2 separate regions of the Gossypium hirsutum genome follow, and region 1 is linked to region 2. Evidence: chromatin contacts called from public Hi-C data. All regions are on one chromosome and are shown on one strand. The core of a region is the stretch at or near the end of the contact, and the rest is flanking DNA. Distances in the headings are between cores, read along the strand shown. Region 1 holds the start of LOC107922340. Region 2 holds the start of LOC107921095 (XIAP-associated factor 1).

What was found. A called contact is a pair of places that touch in the nucleus more often than the background predicts.
Region 1: a contact with region 2 is called in a Hi-C map of leaf, with 2.0 times the contacts expected there. The contact joins the promoter of LOC107922340 here to the promoter of LOC107921095 in region 2. A contact is called at or near these places in 4 of 34 Hi-C or Micro-C datasets (all in leaf).

Annotation. Positions count from the first base shown.
Region 1 is chrD01:23,961,674-23,969,269 of Gossypium_hirsutum_v2.1, reverse strand. It overlaps LOC107922340, which reads right to left and starts at 3,211. Exons shown (of 6, transcript XM_016852333.2): 1 at 2,818-3,211; 2 at 2,512-2,704; 3 at 1,985-2,071; 4 at 1,220-1,606. The coding sequence starts at 2,888.
Region 2 is chrD01:23,729,631-23,736,946 of Gossypium_hirsutum_v2.1, reverse strand. It overlaps LOC107921095 (XIAP-associated factor 1), which reads left to right and starts at 5,823. Exons shown (of 6, transcript XM_016850963.2): 1 at 5,823-5,917; 2 at 6,000-6,061; 3 at 6,333-6,468; 4 at 6,569-6,706; 5 at 6,802-6,923. The coding sequence starts at 6,018.

The DNA.
Region 1 (7,596 bases), core at 1,962-4,461, 230 kb before region 2:
ATTGAAAAAAATTCCGTTGCCGGGATTTGAACCCGGAAAAGCTGGGCAAACCCAGACATCATGACCGGAATAGATAAACAACGGATTGTTATTCTACAATAACTAGATAATATTCACCAAAGAAGAAGCTAATTGTTCGTAAAATATAGAAACACAAATGCCAAAAATAAATTACACCCGTCAGTTTTTACCAATTTCCAGAATATGCTTTAAATTCTGTATCGACAAAGCATCTAAGTTGTTCACTATCCAGGGGAAAAGGGGCTACTCTATGACATTTCAAATTCAAAAGTTGCAAAACATCCCCTAGAACCATTCGCCTTGGACCAGATCTAGAACTATCCTCAATGGTTTGTGTAGCCATAAATCTATTTTTGTATTCAATGAGATCTTTTGACTTTGTATATTATTCCGTTGTAAATAAACAATCTTACTGTAGTAACATTGTGATACAAAAATTCAAATACAAAAAAATATAAATGACAAGAAAAACAACTTTCTAACTCGAGAAATGAATATTAGTTCCAAAATAAGTTATCAAGATAAATTATTAGAATCATAAATTTTTTTGGCAAAAACTAAACAGAAGAAATCTTCAAATTTTCCCATAATTTTTTTTTTTTTATTTTATAAATTTTCTTTGATGAGATATACATATAAATTGTTCTATATATCATGAATATACCAGAACCAATACAAAAGTTTTTCTTGGGTCAAAAGATAAATGATAGAGAGGAGAAAGCATCATACCAAACTTAAGTGAGGAGAAAAATACACTTATATCTTGTTCTATTTATCATTAATGTTCCAAGAAGCAACACAGCCACACAAGCAAATCATAATACAAAACTTAAGAGAGAAAAAAATATGTACTAAAAATGAGAGCAATTAAGTTTTTGCTATCACATACTCCATACATACTTGCACAATCAACCAAAACATAACTTTCACATCCTAAGAAGATCCAATTTAGCATAAAACAGCAGGAGAGCTCAGTGAATCTACTACTTTCACATCTACTAGATGCTTTAATTGAATTCTAATAAATCCCAGCCCTCAGGCAACACATACATAACTAGACTATATTATACCTTCAGTGAATTTAATTGCAGCCATATACAAAAGGACTGGTGCATTTGCATCTATATAATGCATAAATAGCAGGATTGATGAGATTGAAGGACAAATATAAAAAATAAACAAGTCAGTTTAGTTAAACCTGAGCCAACTGTGAAGCAGTCCTATCTCCCTTGAAGTCTCCTCGTAAGATGTTTGCCCAATTCCCAACACCGCATTTCTGCACAGCAGCAATAAGTTCCAAATCCTCTGCTTCTGACCAAGGTTTTCTTTTCCTGCGAGCAGGCAGGTTTGCACCAGCTGGTCCATTTCCTTCCATTGTTTCAGCCGATGTCACTGAAGGTAGAATCTTTTTCTGAACAGAAACTGGAACAGTAATGTTCGTCCCTGGCATTGAGCAACTGGGCTGCAAATTTTCTGAAGACACTCTAAATGACCTCGCATTAGGTATATTTATTGTTAATGGAGCATCCACCATTGAGCTATTTGCAAGACTTGAGTCATTTGGCAAACCAGAAGCAATCAGTACCTGACAAGATTAACCATCTGATTTTACTTGCATGGAAATGAAATGAGCAACAAGATAAAACCAGTTTGGAAAATTGGAAGAGAAGGTAGTCGGACAGCCAAAACTATTTATCTTTCATTGAGATTACAGGTTACCTATTAACCAGATTTGGTCAAAAGTATCTTCTACTAATATCACTTAGTCGATCCATACAGTTTAAGTATTTGCTTTCCTAATATTCCAACCATTAGAAGCAGAACCAACCATGTTACTGGCAAGAGATACTAACTTTGGTATTAACTTTCTAACATGTCATCTATGGTTTCTAAACTACCATTACTTTTTCCATCATAAAAGGTAAAACGATAGTTTTATGGGAATAACAAATAATTTACTTACCTTCACACATGCAGCAGCCTCTGCTGAAGTTTCACTACTAACAGAAGGGCAAGGTTCCAATTCATATTCTAAGTCGCTGTCATCATCCTGCAAAATAAGAAGTTAAATAACCGGACTAGAGCCATAAACTATCAAGAACACTTGTCCTTCAACCAAAAGGACTAATTTATAAATTAGCAACCACAACTTTAGCCGTTGGATCAGTGGACAAAATATTATAAGATCTCCCAAATCCAAAGTCAAACCAAGACTATAGCAGATTGGCAGGCTATAAGTTAGAATATCTGGAAGGATATAAACCCTCAATTAAGGAATAGTATTCCAATACACAGAAAAGATTTACATCATATTGAAATAGTATATTAATTTAAGGAAGTGTTTCTTTTAACAGCAATTGCCAAACTACATTTCAAAAACACATCATATAAGGCAGTAGCTAAACAACTTCAACAAATCTTTTAAATTAGACATGGCCAAAAGATAGCAACATATTATACCAAAGAATAACACAAAACTAGAACACTGACCAAGGGATCAGCCCCATCTTCCAATTTTTCAAGCAAAACGTCTCTGTAGGCCAAATGGCGCCACAACATCTGGTACTCTCTCGCATTCGAAATGCCAGTAGAAGTCTTCTTGACTAAAGCATTCCAATCCAACTTTACACCAGGAAATTGCGCCACTTCTTGTAACAGTGCCAAAACAGTAGTTGCTGTATACCTGCCCACGCCAAAAATAATATAAAAAAAAGAACCCTAATATTAGCGAAACAGAATGAAGTCAAGATAAAAAGTGATGAAAATAAAGGAAAAACGAATAAAAGGAAGCGGGACCTTTGTAAAAGAGTAGAGATATCTTCCTCACTAATTGAACCCTTTTTCTGTTTCTTGGTATTTTGAATCATAGTTGTTGATTGGTGGAAAATTGCAGGGTAATTAAAGAAAAAAGAAGTTGAATTGGGAGTTTGTGAAAACCCTAGGTAGGGTTTAAGAAAAAGGGAAAGCACCTACTAAAACCCTTTGAAAGCAGAAAGAGACAGAGAGAGAGAGAGGGAAGAAGAAGGAGAAGAAGAAGAAAAGGATAGGCGTGTATAGAAGTGATTGAAGCCGTAGAAGAGCGTGGAGAGGACACGCCTGACAAGGTTCTTGCGCAGAAAGAAACGGAAATCTCTTCGGGAGAGGGATCTTTGTTTTCTTCAAGTTTAATTTACATCTCCATGAAATACAAACTAAAAAGAGATTGCGGTATTTTGGGTATAATGCCATCAATGCCCTTCCTTAAACTACGGACGGGGGCTGGGCTGGAGTTTTTTCTGACGATAATGCCCTCTACTATCTAGACTTATTCAAATTACTCCCCTCCTATTTTTTTTTTAATTTGAATGCTTTACTTTTTCTATCATCAAAATATCCCAATAAACCTAAATTTTTAATGATCACCAACCAAAAATAATGATTTTGAATAATGATTTCAAATAAATAATAATAAACAATAAACTTTTCAAACAAAACCACGTTTTTTAATATGGATTTTAACCTAAGCTTAAAAACTAATTTTTTTTTAGCTTTTGGCTTTTGTAAATGTGATTTTCATTGAAATTATTTTCTTACCTTCGTTAAAGAAGATCAATATATCTTCTATTTTATAATATTATGTCCTATTTTATAATATCATGTCTAAAATAGACATTTTATTTTTACAAAAGCAATTTTTAATAGTAAACACTATCAAACTTTTCAAAAGCGACACTTTTTAACTTTAATAGTAGAAGCAAATTTAAAGGGGTTGACAATAGAGGTTGTAACACCCCAAACCCGGCCTAGACATTATAACTAAATCTGGAGAGTTATATTAAACTACTTATGAAAAATCCAACTTTTAATAATCAAGAATTCAAACGAACCAAAAACATTTAAACGATAATAATCAAACCATAAAATCCAGTCTTAAAAAAAAATAACAATCCCAGAAATTAGTAACAGTGTAATTCCAGATAACATGATAAAATGATTAAGCGGAATGATCGTGCTCCTTGCACTATGTGATACATGTAGTCTAGCTGCCAAAATATGTCACGTTTCAGAATATTTGTAGTCTAGCTGCCATATCAGAATGCGATAGATTGTCAGAATCAGATATATATATATATATATATATATATATGTGGCTTAGCCACCAGAAACGACAAATTTTTAAACTGCCCGCACTTCCTCATTTACATAGATCTCAAGCCAATGTAGATACAGAATTATCAGATACTAGTAATGTATATACAATTATCCTGATTCAAATCATATTCAGATGATACAGCTCACACTCAATTAATAGATATCACATCGAATATAAGTACAATTAACAGGTTTCATTATCAGATCATCATCTATCAAATTATGTAGCCTAATTCAGATCACATGTACCTTAGAGTAGGCCTATGTTTGATTAGAATGACGTTTACAACCTTTAGAGAAACATTTCAATTTTTGGCCCATAGGCCCGTGTAGATTCACATGGCTTGGATGGCTGGCCCGTGTGGCCTACACAACATGGTACACATTTGTATGGCCCATATCAATGTCGCATATGATCTATCACACAGCCTAGCACACGACCGTGTGATTCAAAATAGAGACTTACACGGTCTAACACATGCCCGTGTGACTCAAAACCCAAAAAGTCTCTCACACGGCCTAGACACATGCCCGTGTGACTCTAATTCTAAAATAGTCTTTAGCACGGCCTACCACATGGCCTGGCACACACACGACTATGTGGCATCGACAGCCATGAATTTCGACTTTTGTCATTCGCAGAATTCTCAATTTTATTACACACCTGAAATAGATTCAACGTAAAATTAAAAAAAAAAGATTTCAGAACCTAAAAACAACAATAAATTGACTATTCAGACGAAATAATCAAACCAAACACTAATTAGCCTTTAAACTGAACTACGTCGAAAACTTCAACGCAAATAAAACCCCAAAACAAAACCATTCACTTATTGAAGAAAGAACATCAATTATTCAACCCTAATTTGTTGGAGAAACGTTACTCTTAAAATCTTCACCTAACAAGAAAGCCAATTGAATAATTAACGGAAAGTTCATAACGACTGGCAATAATAACTAACCTCGACAAGAATAAATGAAATCAATCAGAAACAGAAGAATAACGATAGAACTTACACTAATAAACTTTCAATCGAAACAACGAACAACACAGAACTCTCGATTGGTCCAATAGTAAAATCGTAGAGTGGTCGGCTGTTTAAAGTCACAGCAATAATGTGCAAGCGTACACTGTCGATGCAAGTATAGTAGATAGATATGAGTCTGTCGGATATTGATCCCACGAGGATGGTTGTCTTTTGTCTATCAATGTTAGTGCAATAAATAGATAAAATGAGATAAATTGTGAGAGTAGTTGTCGAAGCAATAACTTGAAAATAATAAGATAAAATATAATAATGAGAAACTGGGATCCCCAACGTGAATATTCAACAGAATACTAAGTGCTCACAAGGTAAAAAGGATAGGTGATTGTCAATGCATTAAACTATAATGAATATCTTACCAAACTTAACTTCTATATTTAATTTAAGACTTAAACATGCACATTAACCACACCTTCTGATGTTGGTAATAGAACACTATTAAGAACAAGTGGATTAAATTCCTCTAATCCTCAAGCAGCTTTCGTTGTCATGCTTGTTAGCTTGAACTATTGCTGCACTTTTTAGTGTTAGTGACCGCAATAATATTTCCATGCTAAAAATATTCAAACTCAAAGATTAAACAATAGAAGCAAGATTGAATAAAATAACATTTAACCCATAAATCATGTTTACTTCCATACAAACATAAAATAGAAAGTAATCACCATCGTTTAAAAAAGAAATATAAAAGAAGCAAGTGGATAGCACTATTCCTAGAAAATCTCGACTTGATCTCTCAACTCACTCTTGTGTCACACCCAGGGCTCCTCGTCAAGAGCTAACCTGCATCCCGTTCATGTCGGTTCACCCGTAAGAGATTTAAGCTGCTATAGCTAAAAAGCTTCAAAAGAAAGGTTGAAGAAGATCCTCTACTCTCTTCCCCATTTTCATGTAAATTTATTGATATTTATCCAAATAGCACATTTGTCCTTTCATCAGACTCATGCTGCCTCTGTACGTACATGTTAGTTGTACCAGATTGGATATCTCACACTTTTTTGTTGTTATTCGGACAGCTGTCAAATACGGTGACAATTCTAGGCGTAATCTAAAAACACTCATGCAGCGACATCAGTACCAAAACATGACAAAATTAAGGATAAATAGGCTGAGATCCACCGAGTTATAAAATGTAATTTACTAAAATGAAAAAGCTAAAATATGTGCTAAAGATAACTAAATTGGTACAAATTAACCAATAAGTAGAGAGAAAACATATGTTCTTTCTAGTACTATCACACCCACAACTTGAGTTTTTACTTGTCCTCAAGTAAAACAAAAACTAGCAAGGCTACACAAGAATTTGCTAAGGATCATTCTAGCAACTTGAATCACCTAAAATCCCAATGAATGAGTTACATTCAAATGACAAAATATTGCATCGACAATACAGAAGTATGAATGAATAAGATTGCAACTTCGTCAAAACTAGTATCATACTTTAAATCCTAAATTCTATCTACCAATACAACATTTATTGTACAATATATGTTTCTCTCTCTTTCTTTTTTTATTCTTTTTTGTGAACAAGGGATATCGTTGAATTATTGTACCCTTGTTCTTGAGAAGTAACGATGGAGTGCAACAAACCCTCAGGGAGTACGTAATTGCGCTGACACACACTCGTGCAGTGACAGCCTTTGGCTAGATTCATTTTTCTAATGCTTACATTAGAGTGTTCCCTTTTTAACATTTCACAATACACCCACTTTGTAGTGTCTCTTATTCATAACTATATATACATTTGAGTAGCTGTAAAAGGCAGATTCATTCAAGATTCAAGGAATGCTACTAGTCATCCATTACTAATGCAACCTAAATCATTCATCAAAGAATTAAAGATACAACATTCAGTCAAATTTATCCAACTCATTCATTGATAGTTTACATGATTCAAGAATTAAGCATCGAATGTAACAAAAATTTTCAAACACATTTGCATTAACCACGAATAAACCTTGTATGTTTCAAAAAAGAAAATTAAAATGTGGGTGTATTCCCAAAACCCATATGCATTCCCCCAAACTTAAAGTTTGCATTGTCCCCAATGTTCTAACATTAAAATGCAATGACAATAAAAATGCAACGACAATGTGCACTAATAAAATGAAAATTACAACTACATGTAATGTATGAATGCTACAGCTAAAACTTAAAATAAACTAACTCAGTATTCATCGGACATCAATGTGGCTACATAATGTTTTTTCTTCCTCATATTTTTCTTCTCATTCTTTCACTTTTTTTTTATCTTTGGAGCGCTTTCTCTTCTTTTCTTTAGGCTTCGCACGGTCCTCGAATCGCTCCTTAGTTTTCAGCGTTGCCTCAGCATCATTGGCTGCTTCTTGTGTAGGAGGGGTCACCTTGAGTAGTCCAGTATAGACCACTACCGCCAAGG
Region 2 (7,316 bases), core at 4,574-7,073:
ATTACTATTATGTTTCACTTTATATGTATTACCTATGTAAAATTAATATATGTATATTATTTGCTTCAAACTTATTTCAAATGCTATTATGCAACGTTTTTTATTCTATTTCGAATCTATTTTATACTCATGTATATAATTTATTTTAAAAATTTGGTATATAGGATCTATAAATTAAAATTTCTCCTTTTGTTATCTTTAGTGTATCTTTAAAAATTTTTGATCAATAATTCATTTGATGTTTGACCATTGATATTGGTATTTACATAATATATTATTGAAATTATTGTTGTTATGCTTGTTTGTATTTGTTTGTTAATTGTTTGTTATTCATTCGTGTACATTTTATTTTCGAATTATCCTTTTTGCGTTGTACGTAAACATTCAATCATATTACATTATTTAAAAGATTACATTTTATTAAAATATCGAAATATGCTTTATTTATAGGTTTCTAAAATACTCGGTATCCAAAGATTCTCGAGAAAATTGTGCCCTAACTTACTGGGCTTCAATTTTCTTCGTTGAATTTAGGTGGCCGAGTATCTTTTTTCAATAAAATCGTACAAATTTCAAATAAAACTTATTCTTGAGAACTTAAATTGTTGAATCCTAACTCACTGGATATGACATTTTGCTATCTCGAATTAAGGGTTTTTAAAAATAAAGGCAATATTTGGTGTTTAGGAATTTCGAGAGATCGAACCCTAACTTACTTGGCTTCGATTTTTCATCTAACTTAAACAATTGAATATCCTTTTTAAACTTCACTGCATGAGTTTTAAAAATAAAAGAAAAGCTCATTTTCGAGGATGCGAAACATCACATCCTAACTCATTGGGTGTGACATTCTATCTCCCGAAATAAGAGGGTCTTAGCATGCATTTTGATTTATACAAGTTTTTTTTAATAAAAGGATTGTATTTTTAATCTTTTCGAGTTTTCTATATTCAGCATTAAGACATTAATTAATTAACTAGGTACCAATTTTGGGCGTATCGAGGGTGCTAATCCTTCCTCGTGCGTAACCGACTCCTGAACTCATTTTTCTGGATTTCGTAGACCAAAAATTATCATTTTAGTAAATTTAATTTTTTATTAAAATGATTAAATTATGAGGTGATCCGATCACACCTAAATAAAAAAGATTGGTGGCGACTCCAATTTTCGTTTTTTTAATAAGTCGACAACTATTTTTTGTTTTAATGTCGTTTCATTTTAGCCCGTGCTGCTGCGCAGCGTTTTGGGGGGGTGGAATATTTCCAATCTGGCCCCCACATGATTCGCGTATTGCAGTTTAATCCTCCGTTTCATTCTAACTTCATTTGTGGCCCGTTAATTCTATTTCGATTGCAGTTTAGTCCCTTTTGTATTTGCCTTTTTTTACTAATTAGTTTAATATTATTATTAATTTATTGTTATTATTATTATTATTACTATTATTATAATTTTTACTATTATTTTTATTTTTTTTCTTATCAATTTATTTGAATTTTATGCGCATAGCTTTATTCTAATATGTATTATTATTTTAATTTATATATATTACTATTATATGTCGTTATTTAATTTTATAATATATTTTTCTTATTTCTTTTATATATTAATCCCAAATATTATATATCTTTAATGATTTTAATTTTATATTATATATATTTTAATTCATTTAAATATATTTTATGTTTTAATAGATATAAATTTTAATATATTTTGCTTATATCAACTTTTTACATATATTATTGTATATTATTATTAAGTCTTCCATTTTCCTTAACATATATATTTTATATATATAACATATTTTGATTTTCTTCCTATATAATGTTTATTTTAAAATTTATCAAGATATTATTATTTCATGTAGGGCTATTTCTTTTGAAATTAGCTTTTAATTCTTTAGCTTTCGATTGCTAATATGATGCAAGATTATTGTTCTTACATTGCTTGTTTATATTATTTGATGATTTATCGTTCATTGACATGTATCGTAACGTACGAATTATCATTTTGGATTATGCGCTACCATTCAAACGCATTACATCTGTTTAGAAAAATATCGAAATTGTTTTGTCCATAAATTTTTAAAATGTTCGGTATCCAAGATTCACGAGAAGATTGTGCCCTAATTTACTGGGCTTCAATTCCCCTTGTTGAATTTAAGTAACCGAGTATCCCTTTTTACAAACGTAAAAATTTCGAATCAAAACTTATCTCGAGAATTCGAAACATTGTGTCCTAACTCATTGGATATGACATTTCGATGTCTCGAGACGAGGTTTTCTTAATAAAGGCAAACTTATACGTCTTTTTTGGAACTTCGAGGATCTGTGCCCTAACTTACGGGGTTTCGATACTCTCGTCGAACTAAAACTGCTAAATATTTTTTAATTTTTAAATATATCAAGTTTTAGTAAAGATTTTTTAAGGGTTAGCTTATACTCGGGAATTCAAGTGTTACATCCTAACTTACGGGATATAACCTTTTGTGGCTCGAGATGAGAAGGCCTTTTTACATCCAAGTTTATCCAAGTATTGTCTTAAAAAAATATGGCATTAATAAAAAGAGGAATCGTTTTTAACCTTCTCAAAATTTTGACATTCGACTTTAAGACATTAATTAATCGATTCAGTACCAATTTTGGGCGTTACGAGGGAGCTAACCCTTCCTCACGCGTAACCGACTCCGAGCCCATTTTCTTACTAAAATTCGTAGACCAAAATCAATTTTAAGGTGATCTGATCACACCTTAATAAAGGATCGGTGGCGATTCCAATTTTCATTTTTAAGTCTAGACTAATTTTTTTGTTTCTCAAAAAATGGTTTCAACAACGATATGCAATAAAATAATAATAAAATAAATTCTTTGACTTTGGATTTGTGGTCCTGAAACCACTGTTTTGATTTCATTGAAAACGAACTGTTACAGACATCACGCATTCAGATCCAATAATCGAGTCGGATGTAAGGTGTCACACTTGCATGAAGAAAAACCAGAGGGTCTCTCTCTCTTATGGATTCTTTCACAACACACTCTCGAGAAAGAGGGTCGAGTAGTTGGCACTCAACGTTTATCTGATCATTGTCCAACTAAATTTTTTCAATGCCCGGGGGAGTTTATCAATGGTGGGTATGTGACGACTAGGGATTGACTAAACCTTGCAAATTTCTTGTACCCGGATTCAGTTTGTTCAATTCAGACATCCAATTATACATTCAATGATGTCACAAGGGAGGTTCGACCAATCAAGCCCCCTGTTTTTCTAGTTTTCAACTCTTTGAATTCCATCCTTTCTTACGATAATAATTTTCTAATATTGTTCCTCTACCAGTAATAGTCATAGCTAAAAAAAAAGTAGACTAATAAAAAAGAGAATTATGTATTGTTTTTCTTCATATGTTTATTATAATGTTTATATTTATAGAGATCAAATTTAGAATTCTAATTCTAATAGACGTCAAAATGCTAAAACTATAAAATATAGAATTCTAATTCTAATAGGCATCAAAATACTAAAACTAGAATTTTATTATTCTAATCCTAACATATATCAATGAAGAAAGAATAAGTAAGACAAGTCCATAATTGAAGAGAAAAATATCCAAAAGTAAAGCAAGGTCGGGTCTTTCTTGAGCTTATTACCTGACAGAAAACAGAAGAGCAATTGGAAAAAACATCAACAGGGGCAGAGGACCGAGGGCGAGACATGAGTTTGGCGCAAACAAGAGAGTGATGAGAGAAAGTATTGATTTGAAAGGCACAGTAGAAGCAACATATCTGTCTTTTTACTCCTTTATCCTTAAGGCATTGAGCAAATTATTAGAACAGAGCACACCAGTACAACTCAGATCAGAGCGCACCAACTCGATTGGAAACCTAATCTTGTCCAAACCAAGCTTTGAGAAGGAAAAAAGAAACTAAGAAACCAATAACTTGTGAGTCCGGTTATTTACTATTTTATTTTTAGGGTAAGTTTGGCTACTTTTCATTTCGGTTACCAAAAAAAAATTATTCCATTTTAGTTGCCTAAACTTTAAATCCCTAACACAATTGACTGTGCACACCATATCAACATTTTGTACTTTTTTTATCCCTACCACTATTCATCATCTTCTTCCTTAACCCGTTTTTACCCTCCATGCCACCCTTGCTTCTACCATTCTTCTTTTTCTTCTTCATTTACTCCCTACTTCTAGCCACCGCATGAAAATTCATAAAAAAAATTAATCTACATTGAACACAACAGGATTACCTATTAAAATGATGTATTAGAGTTGAGAAAGAGCCTGAAACATAACAAATTTATTCCCAAAGATGATGAAAACATTTTGGCCACCAATCATTATTAGCTAAATTGATGGAAACTGCCATCTAGAAACACATGGGTCACCAACTATTGGAGTGTTTTTGTTTTGGTCACTTAAATTTAAAATTTTTTTATCTTAGTCACTAACGTTATCGAAATTTAATACTTTGGTCACTCATAGTTAAATCACTCATGGAATGCTGAAATGGTCGTTTTTATTGGTAAAATAACAAATTTAGTGCTCCAATTTTTATAGATTCTATCAATTTGGTTCTAATTCTAAAAAAATCAATGAATTTAACCCTTAACTTTATACATTATGTCAATTTAGTCTTGATTCTTTATATTTCAAAATTCAAAATTTTAAACAATCAAAAAATCAAAATATTTAAACGTTCATTTTTCGATAAAAATATATAAGATTTTATAAAATACATTTAAAATTATAAAATATAAATACAAAATTAGAAATAAATGAATATTCATTTTCTCTTTTTCTAACGTGCCATCAAACTAGAAATAGGTTGTGGAGTTCTTATCATTCTCACTTATATATCCCCAATTATGTTTGCCCTCAAACGCAATAAACTCGTTCTAGGTAGCAACTTAAAGACATCGATTCTTACCATTTTTTTACCTTAGGCTATAGTTTTATATCCCACTGAACATGGTGGTCATCGATGTTGAAAGAAAAGAAAAGTTGAATCTGCTTAAGCTTTTTTCATTGTTTTTCCCTTAAATTTTTTTATTTATAAAACTATTTTTTAATAAATTATGTCATGTTAGAAAATGAGACAAATAAATATTAATTTATTTATAAATATTTTCCATAATTTTGTACGTATTTTTTATTAAAATATTATATATTTTTATCAAAAAATACACATTTAAATAAAATATTAAGTTTTTGAATTTTAAAATTTGAAATTTTAAGAATCAAGACTATATTGATGTAATGTGTAAAGTTGAGGATTAAATTTGTTAGAATTAGGACCAAATTGATAGAATTTGTAAAAGTTGGAGGACTATATTTGTGATTATGCCAATAAAAATGGCCAAGTCAGCACTCCATTAGTGATTTAAGGGACGAGGGACCAAAATATTCAATTTTAATAATATTAGTAACTAAAATAAAAGAAATTTAAATCTGAATGACGAAACACACTAACAATTGAGTGAATATTTATAAGTTTACCCAAAAAAAAAAAAGTTGGTTGCAATGACATGGTGGAAACTATGCAACACATTCTGTTGTTGTGGGATAGTTTGGGAGGCCCCTAACTTCAATTACAAGTTACAACCCCAATAGCACATGATTGGTTGGGTGGGTTAAGGCAATTTCACCTTTACCTTCTTTCCGTACTCCAAGCTAAGTTTGAAAGCCCAATCATTAAGTTAGGCCCAAATTGCAAATAATCGTGTAACTCACCTCCCTCGGAATGCGAGTGGAGAAAAAGCTGAACGGTGGACTGTCCAAACTCCAAAGTCATTATTCATGTAAAGCTGTTTGCTCAACCAAAGTAGTAGTCAGAAAAACTCTCTCAGCCTCTTTACTCTAATTTCCTAGAGAGGAACGAGGAGAGTTTTAAAGAAAATCCCCGGCTTTTTGCAGGTTATTTACTAATCTTGATCACTAATTTTAAGTTCCCCTTATTTAATTTTACCTCTCCATTCATACCCTTTGTTGCCCAAAGATTTTGAAACGGATCGCTATGGCAATTGCTTCGGAAGAAACCACCCGCATATGCAATCACTGGTAATTTTTTAGAATTTAATTTCAATTCCTTGAATTTTCTTCTCGATCCCCGTCCTTTTTGTTTATTTCAGCTTAAATTTGTTGCTTGATTTGTAGTATGAGATTCATTGATGCATAAAGAAATGATTAGTAATTTATGTTTTGAACAAATTAAGTTGGGAAGGGAGTGAATTTAGTTGAATAAGACCTAAAATTCTCGATTATTGTTGTATTGAGTTCATGTGAATTTAGAAGAACCTTTAACGAGTACTTTTCCTTCTTAATGGTTCAGTGACAGGGCCATACCTTCTTCTAACATTGATTTGCATTATGCTCATTGCTCCCGTAATTTAGAAAGATGTAAAGTTTGTGGTGATATGATTCCCAAAAAGCATGCAGAGGAACATTTCTTAAACACCCATGCTCCGGTAGGTCTTTTCTATTTCCTTTTAAGTGAATCAATTCTGTTCGAACATGATGCGTGTAGTAACATTTGTGATACTATTGACACCGTAACTGTTCGAGCAGGTGGCGTGTTCACTGTGCAGTGAGACAATGGAACGTGAAATTCTGGCTATTCATAAAGGTGAAATTTGCCCCCAGAGGATTGTTACTTGTGATTTTTGTGAGTTTCCATTGCCCGCCATTGATCTGGCTGAGCATCAGGTACTACATCTGTATTAATTTACATATAAATGGATCCAATGGTAGTACTTGTTAGTTGAACTTGTTACAATGTTGCCATTGCTTTGCGATTTTAGGAAGTATGTGGGAACCGGACGGAACTGTGTCATCTGTGTAACAGATACGTTAGACTGAGAGAAAGATATAACCACGAAAGTAGGTGTACTGGTATTGCAGAAAACAATGAGGGATCTTCCAGGTATTTATGCTATAATATAATTCCCTATTGGAATGTTGGGTAGATATTTTATTAGTTACTGCTTTTCCGTAAATTATAATTCTTTTTATAACCTTGTTATTGATGCCTTGCAATCTGGACTTGTATATAACACCAAAGAGTTGGTACCTTGATGGTATAGGATAGCTTTTTGTACTCATTATTAATTTCATTCTCGAAAATGGGAGCTTTTAGTTCCCAATGAGTTATGTTGGAAAGTATTCATTTCAGTCTGGAGTTTAGCCATGATATGTAATCAATGTTTATATAATCCATGTGATTATTGTCGGTAAAAGAATCATGGAGGCTTATAGTAGGAGTCAGATTTCATTTCCTCTTCTACTAAAAAAATAGTCAAATTAATCCCTTTACATT